Linked DNA regions of Mus musculus: region 2 is linked to region 1. Evidence: chromatin contacts called from public HiChIP or PLAC-seq data. All regions are on one chromosome and are shown on one strand. Each heading gives the region's core, a stretch centred on a gene start, on an enhancer-like site or on the middle of the called end of the contact. The rest is flanking DNA. Distances are from core to core; before and after follow the strand shown.

Region 1 (6,179 bases), core at 1,118-3,617:
ATCTCCCTAGTGGATTTGGCACAAAGCACCATCAGACACAGTACACTAGAGATGGATATGAATTCTGGAGAAAAAGAACCAGGGTATTTTCCAAAGGGAACTTCCTAGTCAAAATGGCCCAGTGTTGAAGATGAATTTTAAAATGCCTGAAGTTAAGTGGCTTGGGTTGCCTCTCATCCTTACTACCCATCTTTTACTATAAAAATTGGTTTAGCACATACATATAACCACTTATGGGCCCATGGCCACATACCAGGGTGTCAGGTAAAGACCAAGTAGCAGAACCCCTGGGCACTAGTCTTTGAGGACAATTGTTGGTGTATCCACTGGGTGAGACTAATCTCACCTTGGTCAGGTAGGTGCTAAAACAGTGGAGTGCTGTAGCATAAGGTGGTCTGTCAGTGAGGGTTTTGATATTCAGAGAATGTCACTATACAGGAATGAAAACTCACCCGGCACTACCCTCGGGAGAGGCCAGGAAACAGGGAATATTAACCTGTATCTACAGATCCCTTAAGAGGCTGACTGGCCGAGCAGTGGTGGCGCACGCCTTTGATCCCAGCACTTGGGAGGCACAGGCAGGCAGATTTCTGAGTTCGAGGCCAGCCTGGTCTACAGAGTGAGTTTCAGGACAGCCAGAACTACAAGAGAGAAACCCTGTCTCTAAAAACCAAAAATCAAAAGAAAGAAAGAGAGAGAGAGAGAGAGAGAGAGAGAGAGAGAGAGAGAGAGAGAGAGAGGAAGGAAGGAAGGAAGGAAGGAAGGAAGGAAGGAAGGAAGGAAGGAAGGAAGGAAGGAAGCTGGCTGGAACTGTTCCCTGCAGTATCACCAGCTTACTCTGAACTCAAAGTGTGTGAGTCACATTGCAGTTTAAGGATCACCCTCTTTGTCCCTTACATTTGAAAAGCTAACTAGGTAAGGCAAACTAAAGCACGGGTTTTCTTAACTTAAAAAGGAAAAAGATATCCCATATTTTGTTGGGATTTAAAGGGTTTTTTTTGGTGGTGGTGGTGTTTTTTTTTTTTTTTTTTTTTTTTTTGGTTGGTTGTTTTTGTTTGTTTGTTTGTTTTTTAAACTGCAACATATTTTATTACATTCTCTTCGAGAATAGATTAAATTCGAGTCATTTCTGAAGTTATGAGACCCTACAGTAAGTCTGTACGTTTATAGGTTTAAGGGAAGGTAATTGCAGTTTTGGAATAAGAGAAGTGGCATTAGCTTTGGGATCTGCCACTCCCTGCGCGGGGCCAAGGGCCGAGCTAGTTCTCTTTTCCCTGGTTACTAGCCATGTCCCTCCTCCCACCGCCGCGCTCTAGGTTGCCGCCGCCAGAGGTGCAGCGTTTCCCACCTGCGGTTAGGAGTAGCCCCACCATGGTGTCTGCCTAGTGCTGCTGCCTCAGGCTCGTTAAACTCGCAGGGGGACAGGGCTTCATGCACCCACCTCCTGAGATAGGGCCTTTGCATTTCTCTAGGCTGGGGTTTGGCAGGACAGCATCCCTGGGGCTGCTCTCGCCTTATCCCGAGGGCTCGCCCTCTGCTGCCAGCTTTGCTTTAGGTGTTCTAGCTCTGCAAGTACTGTGCCACCCAGGATCTCCAAAGCATGGCACGCCCACCACCGCCGCCAGTATAGGAGCCCTAGCTTCCTAGTTAAAGCGTGTTCACCCTCGCCAGCAACACACCTAGCACCATACCACACCCAGCCAGGTGCCGAGCGCGCCCGGTACAATACAAAGAGACCATTTCTTCCGCAGCCTTCGCTGCTGCCACGCCCGCTTGTGTCCGTGGCCCCCTACCCTCGGCAGTGACCCAACACCAAGGCTCTAACACGCGGCGCGCTCTGCCCATCCCATCCCCCCAGCTTCGAGGAAATCCACTCAACGCTCTTCGCTATCCCACGAGCCTGGACTGGGCCTCCGATTGCCGTGCTGTTGCCCTCCGCGTCCAGCACTGGCCAGCCAGGCACCCCCACCCGCCGCTCCCCTCAATCCCAGCCCCTCCTCCGGGCCCTCCTTCTCGCCCCTCCCCAGCCGGGGTGGGAGCGGCGGCAGCTGGAAGGGAAGGGATGAGGTCATCCTCTCCCTCGGAGTCAGCTGGTGGAGGAGAGGCTGCGGGAGGAGGGAGCGCGCGCGAGGGGAGGAGAGGAATGTGCAGGTCCGAGGAGCTCCGCGGCGGCCGCTGCTGCTCCTGCTGCTGGCGGCGGCGGCGGCTCGTGCTGCAGCCGCGGGGCCGGGCCGGCGCGGAGCGCGGGCGGCTGTCAGGGGCGCGCGCGGGCCGGCGCGAGCAGCTGGGCTCGGCGCAGGCAGCCAGGCGGCGCTCCTGCGGGTCCCGAGCGTGCGGCTAGCCGGGCCCAGCGCCCAGCCCCGCGGGCGGCGGCGGGCGAGCGGGCGCTGGAGTAGGAGCTGGGGAGCGGCGCGGCCGGGGAAGGAAGCCAGGGCGAGGCGAGGAGGTGGCGGGAGGAGGAGACAGCAGGGACAGGTGTCAGATAAAGGAGTGCTCTCCTCCGCTGCCGAGGCATCATGGCCGCTAAGTCAGACGGGAGGCTGAAGATGAAGAAGAGCAGCGACGTGGCGTTCACCCCGCTGCAGAACTCGGACAATTCGGGCTCTGTGCAAGGACTGGCTCCAGGCTTGCCGTCGGGGTCCGGAGCCGAGGACACGGAGGCGGCCGGAGGCGGCTGCTGCCCGGACGGCGGTGGCTGCTCGCGCTGCTGCTGCTGCTGCGCGGGGAGCGGCGGCTCGGCGGGCTCGGGCGGCTCGGGCGGCGGCGGCCGGGGCAGCGGGGCGGGCTCTGCGGCGCTGTGCCTGCGCCTGGGCAGGGAGCAGCGGCGTTACTCGCTGTGGGACTGCCTCTGGATCCTGGCCGCCGTGGCCGTGTACTTCGCGGATGTGGGAACGGACATCTGGCTCGCGGTGGACTACTACCTGCGTGGCCAGCGCTGGTGGTTTGGGCTCACCCTCTTCTTCGTGGTGCTGGGCTCCCTTTCTGTGCAAGTGTTCAGCTTCCGCTGGTTTGTGCATGATTTCAGCACCGAGGACAGCTCCACGACCACCACCTCCAGCTGCCAGCAGCCTGGAGCAGATTGCAAGACGGTGGTCAGCAGTGGGTCTGCAGCCGGGGAAGGCGAGGTTCGTCCTTCCACGCCGCAGAGGCAAGCATCCAACGCCAGCAAGAGCAACATCGCCGCCACCAACAGCGGCAGCAACAGCAACGGGGCCACCCGGACCAGCGGCAAACACAGGTCTGCGTCCTGCTCCTTTTGCATCTGGCTCCTGCAGTCACTCATCCACATCTTGCAGCTTGGGCAAATCTGGAGGTACTGTATCAGGGTGGGGGTTGAGAGAGACTACTACTGTTCCTACATGCCTGCCCACCATGTCCACTGTTCTACTTTTGCATGAAATCTTTCCTAATGACTAGTAAGCCAAGTCACTCTTGTGGTTTTCTTTTCTAAACTGCTCCTTACCTAACTCATGTTAGGTGAGGAAAAAGAAACCAAGGAAGGGCACGCAGGAACGTGTTTGTAGTCTGTCACGTTTCCCATCTTCTCATAGACTAGTTTTTCTATGTATGCTACAAGTTCTCCCCCGATTGTAGACTTAATATTTCACTAGCAGAGGATTCCTCTCACACTTACTAAAAAGTCATTTATATTATGTAGAATTCTTGGTGTGTTGTACTTTTGATGGTTTCCTTTGTGCTGGGTTTGGATAGGATTACAATTCTAGTTAAATAGGACTTGTTACTGCTCAAAGATGTCCATATTTGGATGATAACAGCTAAAGAAATACTGAGCTTAAAGTAGTGTTAATAAATATTTGACGTATATGTATACATATATATATACAGACATATATATGTAAAATGAGTGAACATTTATCATTTATGTTGTGTGTGAGTGTGTGTGCATAAGTGCTCAGACTCTGACTTATATAGTGCTCCTCTGATTACCTGGCAGCATCCCTAGTTTGACTTTCACATGTAACTGGGAACCTTTAGAAAAGGGGTAGCAAGCACATTGGGCAAACTTTAATTGTGCATTTTCATTGGCTGATTTACTGCTTCTCACTTGATCCACCAAGTCTCTTTACATAGTTGTCACTTTGCTTATACACTGAAGTGCAAGACTTAACTTGTTGGGCAGGGTGGAGCCATCACTCAGGCATTACTGCACAGATGTAGGAATGTGGTGGGACAATATGCTCAGAAATCTGTTCTTTTGACTTCTCTGTGTTTAGAAGCTTTGGAACACAATGTTTAACACATTAAACATATATGTTTAGAAAAATATAGAGGCTGTTACCCTAGAGACTCCTTGGCTTTAAAGCAATTTAGTAACTATGTAGTGTAATGTGTGGAAACTTCCTACCAAGTGGGCTGATACTGGCATGTACTCTGTACTTTCACCTGTATGCTTTTTGTTTGTTTATTTGTTTGTTTGTTTGTTTTAATGATGAAAGACATTCTAACCCATTGGCATGATGAAGTATCCCATGAAGAAACAGCTCAGAGCATTTGTAACATAGATTCACACACTTCTCTTTCTGGCAGAAGTCAGCGTCCTTGTCTGAGGAGAGTAACTGTAGTCATCCCATTGCTCTTCCTAGAACCAAGAGCTGTAAAGCAGGGTGAGCATGGCCCTAGACCTCCTGCCTTAGAACGTATTTAGAGAAGATACTTTCTGGTAAAGAGGCATGGTGTACTGTTAGACAAATTGATGTGGAAACATATATATTTCAGACCCTGGGAGACTTTCTAAAACATCAGTTTAACTGTGGCGTCTCAATTTCCTACAGAAAAGTATTGGAAGGTCCAAGTTGGGTATTCTTTAATTATGAGGAAGAACTAGAAGGGTTATTTAAGTACTGAAGTTATTTAGTGGCTACAATATACAGGATTAGTAGTTTTAATCTAGCAGTGTGGTACCAAAAACTTATCAACCTATTTGGTAACTTGTGAAAACTATAAAATATTCTGAAATCACTTCCTTTTAATTATCTGTAAATCAGCAATATAAGTGCTTATTAGTTATTGTCACTAAACACCTGTGTGTGCCTCCTACAGATTGACATTTTCTGAAAAGCACGTGGTGTTAAACTCAGTGTACTGAAGAAGTCATTTTAATTGTAACATTTATTAGACTTTTGAATCTAAACAGTTTACCAATTGAAAATAATGCTTCTTCTCTTCAGGAAATGATGCTGAGAAAGTGAGAAGTAGGAAAACGTGGAGAAAAATACTACAATGAGACAGTATCCACTGGGTCAGTGGGTCTAATGGAGGGCCCATGAAGGGCAAAGGGTAAAAGGGTAGTGCTGAACATATAAAGGAGACCACAGTCTGTCAGACAATTGTGTTGCTGGCTGAACCTTGGAGAAACACATGGCCCCCTTTTTGTTAAGGTCCCTACAAAATATTCCTGAGAGACGCTGAGGTTTATTTTGCTAATAGCTCCTCTGAGTTGAACTGTTCCTTTTGGAACTATCAGGCCTTTTTCATCACTGTCTAATGAGATGCTCACCGTGGAACTCTGAATTGCTGTATAACCCATTATTTGGTTTTGCTGAAAATATTTGAGGAATCTCCTGGTAATCTTATACAGCTGTGATCTAAAAATAGCCTCTTTATTTTTTGATAATATTCTTCTAAATTACTTTGACTGAATGTATATAACTGTAAAGAATGAGACAGAATGTGGAATTCAATGCTCAGATGCTTTTTTGATATGTTTCAGTTTCTCCATGTTAAACATGCGAATAGAACTTTGTAGGGAGGTATGTACCATTCATAATAACTAGTAGAAAGGGGCTCACCTAAGATTATTGCATTGGATCCTGTATAACATTTTAGACTACCATACATCTTTAAATTAGAAGCATTCCTTGGCCTGTTCCAGTTCTCCTTTTCAAAGCATTCTATCCAAATACTGCACTAACAGCAGGGTACTGAGTGTTTTAAAGCCCAGAAGTCATTATTCATGTTTTAAAGGGCTGCTATCTTGGATAAGATAGCTTTTTTTTTTTTTTTTTTAAATCAGGGTTGCTAACCTTTCATTGCATTGGCAGGAAATTGTAGGCATTTTAGGGAAGGATCAGAGTCTAAAATCTTTCTATAGCTAAAATCTTTTAAAAATAACATCCATGTGTTTGTTTGTTCTGAAATAAGCCACTTGAAACATTGTG
Region 2 (6,710 bases), core at 193-2,692, 240 kb before region 1:
CATCATTGATTGATTTGTGAGAAATGGTCTCACTCTGTAACCCAGGCAAATCTCAAATGCCCCAAAGTCCCATTCCCTCACCATTTCAAGTGCTGGAATTATAGGCATGTGCCACCCTGATTGGCTTAAGAAATATATTTGTTACTTGAGAAAACATCTTTCTTTGCATGTGAGTGGATGTCCATATGTGTATATGCACACATATATGTATTTCTTCTTTTTAATTTTTCTAGTTTTTAAAATTTGAACTTTCTCTTTTCCTAATGTCAAGCTGTCTATACATCTCCTTTTTATCTTCATGACTTCTGTCTTGCAGGTACTAGCTAAGATCAGGCATTGTTGATGTGGCTAGTCATTAAATATAGTGGCAGAGTCCTTTCTAAACACTTCCTTTTTAAGGAACTTCTGACTTACAGTCTTCATTTCTCTATCGTAAAAATAAATCATCTTGGTCTGAAATAGACCACTTCCACCTCCATCTGAATAAACAATATGATAGACCTATTCTAAAACAGACTTCTGTGTATGGCCATACATAGAAAAGGGTTCTCTGCTCATATCTTTTGTCTGGACATGTTGGACTAATGAAGCCACCTTGAATTACTAAGTGAAAGGGTATTGTGTATAAACTTAAGATTAGGGGAAAAGATGATTATTTTTTTGGTTGTTGGTTTTTTTTTTTTTTTTTTTTTTGTTCCTTCTGTGATGAGAAATTCTGGGGTACTGAATTCATCCGGCAAACAGAGGAAAGGAAAACCTCAATTATAAAAGGTTGATTAACTTCATAATACATCACTTTCTAAATGACAATTATCTGCTGGACATTGGCATTTGCAAAAGAAAAGCAAAGAGCCTGTGTTGACAAAGAATGTCATTCTGCATCTGTTAAGGCATTGTGCTCCTTGTTGCACATAAGATTAGAGCTGGAATAATTTGAAAGAAATCAAAGTGGATATAACAATATAGATTGAAATTTTCCTTCTTCTTGGGCTTATAAAAATTCTGTGGCAGAATCTGTTAAATACAGACTGTGGCCTCCATTCCAAACAGCAGATACTTAAAATAGTTCCCAAGACAAATGTTTACTCAAATTGAACAAAGTCCCCACTCCATGAAATCATACCGATATCATTCCCTGTCCTTAAACAGCTGAAAGCATTCATTTGATCTTACATGTCAAATCTCTCTAAGTCAGAATGCCTTGTTCCCTGGAGCTGAATTTCTGGCATATGCCCAAGTCTTAAATCATCTACACTCCTTGAGACTGCCTGTTTGTATAAAGGACTAGTGGATGAAGCCAGTATCTGACACTGCCTTGATTTTGGTGTATACCCTACACAACTCTCCCCTTTTCTGGTGCACAGGAATGTTGACCAGCTAATATGTAGTGTAGCCTCCCCCCAGCCTGAAGGGGGCTGGCACAGACCTTGTCACCACTGAGGTGGGGCCACCTGAGGTGCAGCTTTCTTACTTGCTTGGCTCCTTTTGAAGTGACAACTGCCCTGCTTTTCTGCTACCTGCTGAGAGGCTGAACCTGTCTCCTGAGATATTCCTGAATAAGCAACCAGCCTGGCGACCAAGTGCTGACAGAATGGCTCCAGGCACCAAGAATGGACTGGTGGGGGTGGGGGTGGGGTGGGTGGGGTGGGAAATGGGCCTTCCCCCTTATAAGCACACTTTCTTAGTAAACTGGTGGGTCTTGATCAGAAAAATTTGTCTTGGCTTCATTATCTTTTCTCACAGTCTAAGTTTCTTTAAGCCCCAGCCTGCCTTCCAGAATTACCGGGTTCATGTAGGCCGCAGGCCGGCTTACAGCAATGTAGCCCACTCCTCACAGACACCTGAGGTGCAGCAGACCATGAGAGGAAGCCTGATAAAGTCAAGCTAAGGCTAGAAGCTGCTAGAACCCTGAAAAAATGGTAGGAGCTTTGTCTACTCCCAGTACCAGGCCCCTGTCATGTAGTGGCAGTCCTACCCCATAGAGAGATTTGTGGCCATCAGTTCTGTAGGGGCAATGATGATGCCACATGAAGATGAGGCATTCCTAACATCTCAGATAGAGCTAATCGTAATGGATTTCATATATAGATGATTTGATTGGGTAAGTTGAAGGTGGGATAGCCTACTGTCAGGTCCCAACCCACCCTAAAACTGTATATAAGATCCTATCCAGAAAGAACAAAGGTGGGTGAGAGTTACTCTGTTGTCTGAAAGCATCTGTCATCAGAGCTGTAACACTTCAAGTGAAGAGAAATGCTCTTCTGCTGCAGCAGTAGCATAGGCAGCAGAGGCAATTCCCCCTCCCTGCTCACACTCTTTCCCCTTTGCTTGAACCCTCCCACGTGGCTGGGTCAGAGATCTCAGTGGATAGCCTCCAATACACAGGCCTACAGACACTGACTCATCACATAGACTCCCTGAAAACACCCTATTATTCCCATCTCTCCAGGTTCTTGCAGGTTGCTGCCTGCCTCTCAGCTCTGCAGGATCATGTACTACAAAGTTCTACCTATTGAACTTTCTGACAAATGAACACAGGTCAAGCACATGGGGCACAATAGAAGTCCACCTGCACTCCTGATCTTGAGGCTATCCTTTCTCATTACTTCTTCATCTCCAGTGCTTCCTTTCAGTTTGCTGTATTGTTATTCTAGGGTGAGTGAGTTAATTTCTGGGTGAAAATAGTTTTGTCATTATATAAATGATATTAGCTGTGACTGTGGACCTGTCAGATTCCTCATATACATTATAGGTAGCCTTGGGGATTTGAAATAATATATATTTAATTATATTTCCTCATAGTATCTAACCATAAATATTAATGCAAGATTCTTCTTGATTACTTAGATACATAGTTTGAACAGAGTGTGATCACATGGTTTTAGGATGTACACAGCACAAATGTCTCTATTTCAGGTTGTATTTGCCTCAATAGAACTATTTATCAATCCAAGTCAGTAAACAAATCCCCAAAATGGATTTAATATATATAAATGATTTGATTGAGTCAATTGAAGTTGAGATGGCCTTATGAAGTTGTTATGTCAAGGTTATGTAAATAGGTTGGAGGAGAGTTCTTGAGAGGGAATTAATTTTCCTTTGTTATGAAGTGCTATCACCTGAATGCTCATGTCACTTCCAAATTCCTATGTAGGACACTAACTCCCAAGGTGGTAGGGTATCAGGAAACAGGGATTTTTAGAAAAGGCAATTGATCATGAAGATAAAGTCCTTCTGGATACTGTTTCAGTCTTCATAAAAGAGATTTAAAGCAGTTCATTACCATCCTCCATCCTGTGAGGACACAGTGAGATGAGGCTGTCTGTCTGTGAATCGAATGTGTTAGCACCTTGATCTTCTAGCACTAAAAGGAGTGAGAATCACAATTCTCCTGTTGATCAGATGGCCAGTGACTGTTAAATTTATGGTAGGTAAAATGGGCACTATTAGAATGTCAAGCTGAAATAACCCTGAACACCGGTATATTTTTGGAAGATGTGACTTATATGCAGGGAGCAGTATTACCAGTTCCACTAACAACATTGGAATTATTTTAATTTCTTTGATTTTCAATGTTGTTTTATTCAATCAGTAACTTTGATTTTGGTTTAAATAACGTCAGAACTGCAGGTAACAGAAATATACATCTTTTGTTTAATGTGTGTATTTTTAAGGAACATTGTAATAAAAACAATTTATGCCAATACTTAGAAGTGTATAATCATGTGTGTGTTACTCAAGTATGACTGACATTAACTGTCATGCTCCACAAAGGTTCAGTTTTTCTACTCTATAATGCAATCAAGGTCACTGCCCTTGCCATTTGTGTTATCATTTTACGGGAGATGAACATTGGAAGAGAAATAACTCTGGGCCTTAGACCAGGCACACTGCTGATGAGTTCTGCACACAGGCTTCCATTGCCACAGCAGGCAAGAGAAGCCATCTCTCTCTAACCTATTATTTTCAAATAAAGTCTGTCAAAAACATTTGAAAACTGAAAAACACCATGAAAATGTTTGAGGCATCTAGTACCTAGGCACTGGGAAGATAGCAATCATTTATTTCCTGGAAGATTGTTAATGCTATTTTCTCCCTGTACAGTATCAACTTCTTCAAATCAATCCATGCCTTTATGTCAAAAACAATCTATTAACTTATATTTGATAAGAAATGAAAACATTATCATATAGTTCTAATGCAAAATAATGAATGTCTACAATTTTTGTGTAAATGGAATAACAGTTTATACAAATTAATAAAAAGATGTATAGGTGATGAGGAAGGATATAAGAACTTGAACAGTATTAAAGAGAAGAAATTCAGGAATAATTAATATATGCCAAGCAACGTAGATAACATTAAGAATGGATAAAAGTCAACATTCTAGATTTATTTGGGTTAGTGCAGATACTATTTTTAAAAAAAAAAAAAGCTGTCTTCAGTTGAATGTTCACAATATTTAAACTTATCAGAACTAGTGATGTCATTTTCAAGGAGTCAGAATATATATTCACACTCTTAAGAAATGCTGTATTTTTCTATGGCTTTTTGTAAGGTCTTCAGCCAGTGCTGACATATAGTTCCAGGTTTTTAGAAGTGATGCATACTAATATTCTTTGGAAAAATAGAATTTTAAGAACCTGGATTTCTGTTGTCAAGTTTATAGTTCATCTATTAGCTATTTATTCACATACACAACGATTTTAAAAATGGCATTAACTTTATTATAGCATATATTTTACAAAAGTAACAAGATGCCAAGTTCTATAATGTGTCAAGTAATTCATCACCTATTAAGACTCGAATGATGAAATAAAAAGCAAGCAGAGTAAGTGGGTGTGAGCAAAGATCTAGGAAAATATCTGTAGATTTGAATACAAGATGCATCCCTCTATAGCTAAAGAGAGAACTTGACTTTGAGTCAAATATGAAGAGACTGCTGAGGAGAGAGTTTAGTTGGGTTTGATAGTGTGTATAGAAGTTTCTTATGCAGATATAAAAGTGTCATCCCAGAAAAAAAACAATGTTTTAAATAGGTAAGAAGTAAGCATTTTAAGAAATTCTGCTGTGGGTCACAAGAAATATGTGTAGGAGAATAAAACTGAAAGGCTGCTGAAGGAAACCACTTTAGTTCTCTAAAGAGCATGGAGCTTAGCCTGTACTGAACAAGGTCACTCTACCAGAAATACCATGCGATGGAATGCAAGACTCTTCCCACAATGGAGGCTGAAGTGTCAGGTGTCCTTTCATAGAAAAGTATGAAGAAGAAACATTTATGCTGGGTGAGCACAGATAGAAAGAGTAGGTCTGCATAGATAGTCCATCTCTCCTCTACAGTGCCACATCCACAGATGCCAGAAAGCTTAAGATAACAAACTATTAAAAGAAACCATTGTATCTATATTTGACATGTGCAGACTTTTTTCCCTATTCCCTTGGTGACATGATGTAATAATTATCTCCATGTTTATATTATATTAGGCATTATTCTCCATATGTGTTATAATTTATGCAGGAGGATTGCATGCTATATGCTAATTCTATACATTATATATAAAAGACTTTAGTATCTGTAGACTTTGGCATCCAAAGAAATTCTTGGCATTACCTTCAGAGCATCCTTAAGACCAACTGTTTTTGTAGGAGAGTGGGATATATAACTGATACAACAGAGAAAAGCCTTTTCAGGTGCTTTTTTCATTTTAAAGAGGGAGAGCCTTGAGCTTTTGGAATGAACTGAAAGGAGGAATTGGGAAACATTTTTTTTTTCTTGAGGCAACTGGACAGATGCACAAATGGCCCGAATAGATATCAAGATATGCAGGGTACATCAGGCACAGTACCTCAGTACCCATGCTTAGATTCCATGTAGGGCAGGGTATGGACTTGGAGGGACAGCACCGTTGTGCTTTCAGTTACTAGGGCAACCTTAGCATTATCTTGTCTTGGTCCAGAAAGAGGTGCTGGGAAAGAAAGGGAGTCTTCATTCTGCTGGGATGTCTTGAAGGAAGACAAATTAAAGCCTATATGTGCCTAAGTATGTGTGGCACATATATCTCGTATATCCACTTCATCTAACTCTGTCTCTCTGTTTATCTGTTTGTCACCTCCTCCTTTTCCTCCTTCTCCTCATGTTCCTCCTCTTCCTTTTTATTCTCCTTCTTCTCTGCCCCCCATCCCCATACAACTAAGGACATCTGAAACAAATCTCTAACTTATGACACAGACAAAACAGCTAGCTCTTTACTTCTCAGGGAAGAGTATTTCATCAACTCCTATCCTCACACTGGGGTTTACCATGGAAATACTGTTGGGAATGCAAGAGCCCAACCTGATACAGAACGTTCAACTGATACAGAAACCGTCAGGATGACAAGAAATACATTCCAAAGTTCTAGGAATAACTCTCATAGGTATTAATACCTGGACCATGGAGTAAATACTCCATCTTAAAGTAATTGTTAAGTAAATAATAAAATACTGAAACATTTGTTAAAAACAAGAAATTTGTAAATAAACAAAACAAAACACAGTTATATCATATTAAAATGCACTCCCTTGGGTTTAGTAAAAGTCTCCCTCACTCTGATTCCTCCTGGCTTGACCTATGAAGTCTCACTGCTCACACTACCATGGAGACTACATGACTTCTGGTGTTGAGCATGTTCTTGTTAGTAGATTCTTCAATTTGCCTCCATTGTTTCTTT

The links. HiChIP or PLAC-seq counts read pairs in DNA pulled down with a chosen protein or histone mark.
Region 2: an H3K27ac HiChIP or PLAC-seq map of embryonic stem cells shows a contact between it and region 1, with 2.4 times the contacts expected there. The contact joins the enhancer-like site here to the promoter of Xkr4 in region 1. A contact is called at or near these places in 1 of 39 promoter capture datasets (hippocampal neurons), 5 of 484 Hi-C or Micro-C datasets (cerebral cortex, cortical neurons, embryonic stem cells and 1 more), 2 of 115 datasets of contacts at active chromatin or transcription factors (embryonic stem cells and neural progenitor cells) and 1 of 9 other capture datasets (embryonic stem cells).

The regions. Positions count from the first base shown.
Region 1 is chr1:3,667,686-3,673,864 of GRCm38.p6, reverse strand. Xkr4 (X-linked Kx blood group related 4) reads left to right here and starts at 2,367. Exons shown (of 3, transcript NM_001011874.1): 1 at 2,367-3,313. The coding sequence starts at 2,517. It also overlaps the pseudogene LOC108167595.
Region 2 is chr1:3,908,398-3,915,107 of GRCm38.p6, reverse strand. No RefSeq gene overlaps it. Among named protein-coding and RNA genes, the nearest start is that of Xkr4, 240 kb to the right of the region's middle. Within about 2 kb of position 1,442, at least 12 of the 459 cell types and tissues checked have an H3K27ac peak or open chromatin away from gene starts, as enhancers often do. A contact at or near this core is called in embryonic stem cells, where this site is marked.